2 separate regions of the Sus scrofa genome follow, and region 1 is linked to region 2. The links are chromatin contacts, called in public HiChIP or PLAC-seq maps. All regions are on one chromosome and are shown on one strand. The core of a region is the stretch at or near the end of the contact, and the rest is flanking DNA. Distances in the headings are between cores, read along the strand shown.

The links. HiChIP or PLAC-seq counts read pairs in DNA pulled down with a chosen protein or histone mark.
Region 1: a contact with region 2 is called in an H3K27ac HiChIP or PLAC-seq map of alveolar macrophages. The contact joins the promoter of MTHFD2L here to the promoter of AMCF-II in region 2.

Annotation. Positions count from the first base shown.
Region 1 is chr8:70,178,252-70,181,129 of Sscrofa11.1, forward strand. MTHFD2L (probable bifunctional methylenetetrahydrofolate dehydrogenase/cyclohydrolase 2) reads left to right here and starts at 1,450. Exons shown (of 10, transcript XM_021101430.1): 1 at 1,450-1,698.
Region 2 is chr8:70,006,794-70,009,766 of Sscrofa11.1, forward strand. It overlaps AMCF-II (alveolar macrophage-derived chemotactic factor-II), which reads left to right and starts at 1,432. Exons shown (of 4, transcript NM_213876.1): 1 at 1,432-1,580; 2 at 1,725-1,869; 3 at 2,007-2,090; 4 at 2,457-2,973. The coding sequence starts at 1,475. The coding sequence ends at 2,475.

The sequences.
Region 1 (2,878 bases), core at 200-2,699, 170 kb after region 2:
TGTCTTTCTCTTCCTGACTTACTTCACTTAGTATGAGGATCTCTAGTTCCACTCATGTTGATGCATAGTACTTTTATTTATTTATTTATTTTTGCTTTTTTTTAGGGCCACACCCATGGCATATGGAGGTTCCCAGGCGAGGGGTCGAATCAGAACTGTAGCTGTCGGACTATGCTACAGTACCACAGCAATGCAGGATCCAAGCTTCATCTTCAACCTATACCACAGCTCAAGGCAATGCCGGATCCATAACCCACTGAGCAAGGGCAGGGATCAAACCCACAACCTCATGGTTCCTAGTCGGATTTGTTTCCGCTGCACCATAACAGGAATGCCTTACTTTTTATTTTTAATGAATGTAACCTAATTCACATAAATAATCCTGTATTTTAAAGATGGAAGTTATTTTTAATTTTTTTAATTATATATTTTTCATTTTCTGCACACTTTTTCTACCTTTTGCATTATTCCTTTAGGCTGGACTACAAGAAAAATACAAAAAAAAAAAAACCCCACCAAAATAATACTTAATTCAAGGGCATGAAGAGACTGTTTCTTTCTTCATATTGTCACCAGTTAGGTAATATGCCTGATAGACCCCTGCCATAAGGAAAGTAAACTTGAAATAACTAAACCACTTGTCTAGCATAACTTCCTTGTCCTGTTCCCTTCTGCTTGCAAGTCTTTCATTTTTTCAAAGTCATGCTCCTTGGAGCTCTTTTCTATGTACTAGATTGGATGCGGCCCAATTCAAACCGATTTTTGCTCGAACTCTTAAAATTTTTAAATGTACCTCACTTGTCTTTTTAACATATCCCAGCATAATGAATAGTGGGTCTCATTTTTACTTTTTCAAAGGGAGCTGGATGTTTTGTTTTTTCACTACAAGTTCACTACATGATGCAGGTTCCTAGAGTGTGTTAATCACAGACTCCAGAAAATGGTAGACATTGGCCAATTTTTCTTTCCCAAAGTGGAGATCATAAGGTAGAACTATAGAAATTCTTAGGTCCAGGGCTTGTTCAGCCAGGTCCCCTTCCTTGCTCCACACACTCACAGTTTTGTTTCTTTTCTCAGCTCTCAAGGTATCTGTCTCACCAGGGGGATGGGAAACACGCTTCCAGCTTTAAATCAAATTCCAGACAGACTTGGAAGCTGTTGGACAGAGCTTTAGCTTGGGAGAAAAGGGGTGTGCTGCTGCAACTGATTCGTTTACCCTTTTTCTTGGTGTCCTCGCTATGGGAGCATCAGGTGAGAAGCCCGATCGCCGCCGGTCCACACTGCAGGCCACCAGCGTCTGGGAGCACCTGCCTCTGCTCTTCCCAACTTGGAGTTTGGGTCCAGCCTCGCCACCTGACAGTCCAGGGATTCCTTCGCCCCGCCCCCGCCCTGAGCTCCGCCCCTGGCCCCGCCCCTGTACGGTGCCCTCCTGGGACCCGCGGCTTGTGGGATACTGTCCCCCACGGGCCGGGTGGGGGCGGAACCCGACCTGCAGCTGCGAGGACCCGGGCGGCGGGAGGTGGCGCCTCGGTCCTGGAGCCCGGGGTTCGCGGCCATGACGGTGTCGGCCCGCGGCTTCTGGCTGCTCCGCGGCTGCCTGGGCCGAATGCTGGCGCTGGGCAGGAGCGCGGTGTCGCCCCTGGAGGCGCCAGGAGCGGCCGGGCGCGCGATCCGCGGCTTTCGGGGCAGCGGCGTGAGGTACGCGCGCTGTCGGACGCTCGACCTCCTCGGGTCTGGGCCCTCCCGGGTGCGAAGCCGCGGGCTGTGGGAGGGGCGGCGGGACGCCGGCAGCCGGTGAGGCGAGGCCCTCGCGCAGGAGGCCGGGGGCTCCCGGGCAGCCGCGCGGCGGGGCCAGGGGCGAGGCCTGTTTTGGCTGCGAACTTGGCCTTGCAGGCCGGGCGGGCCGGGCGGACCGGTAGCGTCGGCCTCAAGTCCAGCAACTTGGGCTTGCTCTGCGCTCCCTGGAACGTTCCATCTTGACAGCAGGTGCAGTTGTGTGTCTGAGGGAGACCTTTGAGGCCCTGAGGCAAGGGGTCATAAAAACACGTGGGCTACTTGTTTGAAACATCGTTTCTGTTTTGTTATTGTTGTGTTTTGTAAACAAAGGAGTGGGCGATGGCCCGATGGTTTAGTGGTGTTTGAGTCTCTGAATTTCTTTGTTGCATACTGAGGTCTTTTCCAGCTCTGAGATTCTTAAATGATTTCACAAAATCAGACATTAATCTCGACTTCTCAGTCTTCTGTATTGAAGTGGTCAAGCTGAGGTTCATTGCATCTCTTTGGAATTTGTTGCTGGGCAGCAGATTGCGAGTATGGCTTTAACTCTTTGCACAAGTGTTCCTAGGAACTCTTCATCCTTCCGTTATCTACTAGTTGTAGTTACAAACTCAAAAATAAGGAATTCCTTTGACCCAGAGCCAGTGAGGCCAGAAGAGATTCTGTTTTCAGACTTTCAGGGCTTCCAGTGTACTTTCATTGCAGTTTTCCATGCCAGAGACTGTCTTGTCTTTTTGCATCCTCAATGCCCAGCACCATACCTGCGAGAAAGTAAAGATCACTAGTGTGGAAACATAAGTACCGCTTATTTCACCAAAGTTGATGAACTCCCCGTTCTATATATTTGGACCGTAGTCTTAAGTGATTGCAATTAAAAAAAAAAAATCCTACAGGGTTTACTTTGGACATAGTTTCTGGTGACTACTGTTTGTCTTACACGAAGATATGTGAGAAAATAACAGTGACTCAGAGTTCTGGTTGTGGAAGCTCTTATGGTGTCTGAAAAAATTTTCCAGTTGGTTTGGAATTGTCAACTCTACTTACTACAGAAAAGCAGATTCTGTAGAATTGTATTTGTATGACAGGATTGGAGGAATTGTGT
Region 2 (2,973 bases), core at 182-2,681:
GAATTTTGCTTCATGACTAGTTTCTGATTGCCATGTTTACCCATTGCTTTGGCTGGCCTACTGTTGAACACAAGAGTCTTGAGAAAGGTCCAGAATCAGATCTAGTTAGATTTCCATGAAAGAAAGCCTACATGAAATACCAATATCATACTCATGCTAGTCATGAAACCAGATACATGGAAGATCTAGCCATTAAAACTTCAGAGTTCTAACTAATTCCACAGAGAAGAGAGAGATCGAGGAAGCTGGAAGCTACCTCACCCCTCAGCTTCAGGGGTCAGCTCTGAATTCACTTGGACTAGAGCAGGACTGTGGAAACAGGCTTGGTCACACTGCTGATCATGAAGCTGGATGGTTCCAGAAGCTTGTGTGTGAGTCACCCTTCCCTCTTATGAGGTTGTTTGAGTGAAGTCAGAGTGGATGCTGTTTTGGTGCCAAATTGATTCAAGTTCCTAGACCCAAAGTTCCATATGAGCCCCTCAAACTCATCACACTCCACAGCGTCTCCAAAGTAAGTCAATTACACACCTGGCTAGAGTCTGGAGCCATAGCTAAGACAGGCTAGGCTCTTCTGCACTGCTTCAGGGGGTACTCACCCCACCCTATCCCACCCCAGCCAAGACCATACCTGTTCAGATTCCATGGTGCACTGAACTGCAGAAAGTAAGGCATCCTTTCCCACGGCAATCTGCGGCTGCATGATTTTTGTTTTCCTTAAACCACCTTGACACACATATTTGCAAAACTAAGTATAAGATTTCCAGCAAGAGACTTGATTTTGTAGCCCTGTTCCTGCCATTGACTTCAAGTGAGAGTAGAAACACTCATGTTCTCTTAGCTTCTAAGACTGGCTGAAGTTCAGAGAATTATAAAATAATTAAGAAAACTAGAACGGTCTGCCTGCAAGCAGGAGCCAGAAAGTCTTTCAGTTTAGTGCAGTTTTAATCATGGCTTACATTTCCCGATTAATAATGACAATATCATTATAAATGAAAACAGTAATAATGATAATAATAATAATTACAAAGGACATTTAGAAATTTTTCTAAAGTCAAACGTCTCAGCTACTTTATTTCCAGTTTTCCTCTTTACATAGAGATGAAAGGCACTTCTAAGAAGACTGTCCCCCAGGAGAGGCTGGCTTTCACCAGCCGGGGCTGGCTAGACTGTTCCTCACCTCCAGTAGGAACTCCTTCCAGCGCCGGCAAGCAAGGTCATCCCGGAGTCAGGGGTGCGAGCAGCTCAGCTCCTCCCAGCCACCCACCTCCATCCCTACTACCCAGCCCCCTTCCTCCGCCCCCCTCAGTCCAGGGAATTTCCCAAGCATCCCAAAGGTTGGGTTTCCTGCCCCGAGGAAGGGGCGAGTGCAGATAAAAGGGATGCTGAGGACTCGAAGTCCACGCTCTCTGGAGCTTCAAATCTCCGCGCCTTCTCCCTCCTCCTGAACTCCTCTCGCTGCGCTCTCTTCGCCACTATGAGACTCCTAACCAGTCGCGCTACCCGCGTTCCCAGCCCTTCCGGCTTGCTGTGCGCAGTGCTGGCGATGCTGCTCCTGACGCCGTCGGGGCCCCTTGCCAGCGGTGAGAGCGCACAGCCAGCGGGATGCACCCCGGGAGGGTTCCGGGCGGCTCTCGGCAGGAGCGGGGAAGTGTCCCAGGCGGGCTGGCTGGGGAAGAGTTTTTCCAAGCAGCCTGCGTATAACAGTGTCCCTCTTTCTACCCCAGCTAGTCCTATCGAGGCGGCCGAGGCGGCTGTAGTGAGAGAGCTACGTTGCATGTGTTTAACCACCACACCCGGGATTCATCCCAAGATGATCAGTGATCTGCAGGTGATCCCCGCAGGACCGCAGTGCTCCAAGGCAGAAGTGATGTAAGTCCTTGTGCGCGGCTCTGTGCACTGTGACCTTGGCAAAAAGGAAAGACCCCCCCCCCGCCCTTCCCCACTGCCCCCAGCCTGGGTCTTCAGCCCCTTCAGCTCACAGAGGCATCTTTTTTTTCTTTCTGCAGAGCCACCCTGAAGAATGGAAAGGAAGTCTGTCTGGACCCAAAAGCTCCTCTGATCAAGAAAATCGTCCAGAAAATGTTGGACAGGTACCTATCACTTTGATCTTTTTGGTTTTCTTAATCTCTCTTGGAGTGTGGATTTCACATGGTCTTTATTCTATGCGTGGGATTTGGCTACACATTCTAGGACATGCTTAGTATAAAAAGGATGGTCGGGAGAAGAGTGGGAAATTGTTCTAGAATGTCCTGGGAAAATCCTTATCACCAATCTCATGTGTGATTGCCTAGAAAATTACACAGAACTCATTATTGAGATGTGTTTTTTGTTTGTATAGTCCTGGAATCCACCCTTTGCTTTTGATTTGATTGATTCTAAACTCTGCTTTGGAAACAGGTTGGGGTAGACAGGTGTGTGGCAATTGGGTTTAATTGATATCATTCTTTTCTCAACAGTGGGAAAAAGAAAAATTAAGAGAAAGGATCATGCATTGGAAAAAAATCGCCCAGTTCTTCAGCAGAAGAGTTTTCTGGAGATCTCTGGACCCAGTGAAGACAGAAAGCAAGGGCTGATTTTCTCTGAGTTAGGTTTCTAGGTGAATTCCCCACTAGGAGAGAGGGGTGGGAGGAGGGAAACTATGATCCTGCAGCTTTCTGCTCAATTTACAAAGTGGTTAGCATACCCTTTCCTGCTCCTTATTTGCTGTTATTTCATCTGCTATGCTACTGAAATATTTAGCAGTTGACTAAACTGTAAGTCAAGAATCACTGGGTTGTTAATCTTTCAAGGTGACTATTGTAGTTCTAGAATATACTTTGTATAGTACTATGGAAAAAGCCATAGATTTGATGTGTGAATGATATTTCATTAGAATGCTGTATACCCTCACTCTGTCATGAAATAGGAACCGCTTTAGTATTGTTTGGCAGGGGGAGTGGGGGAGAAGAGAACTGTCCTTAGCCTTGACCCTGG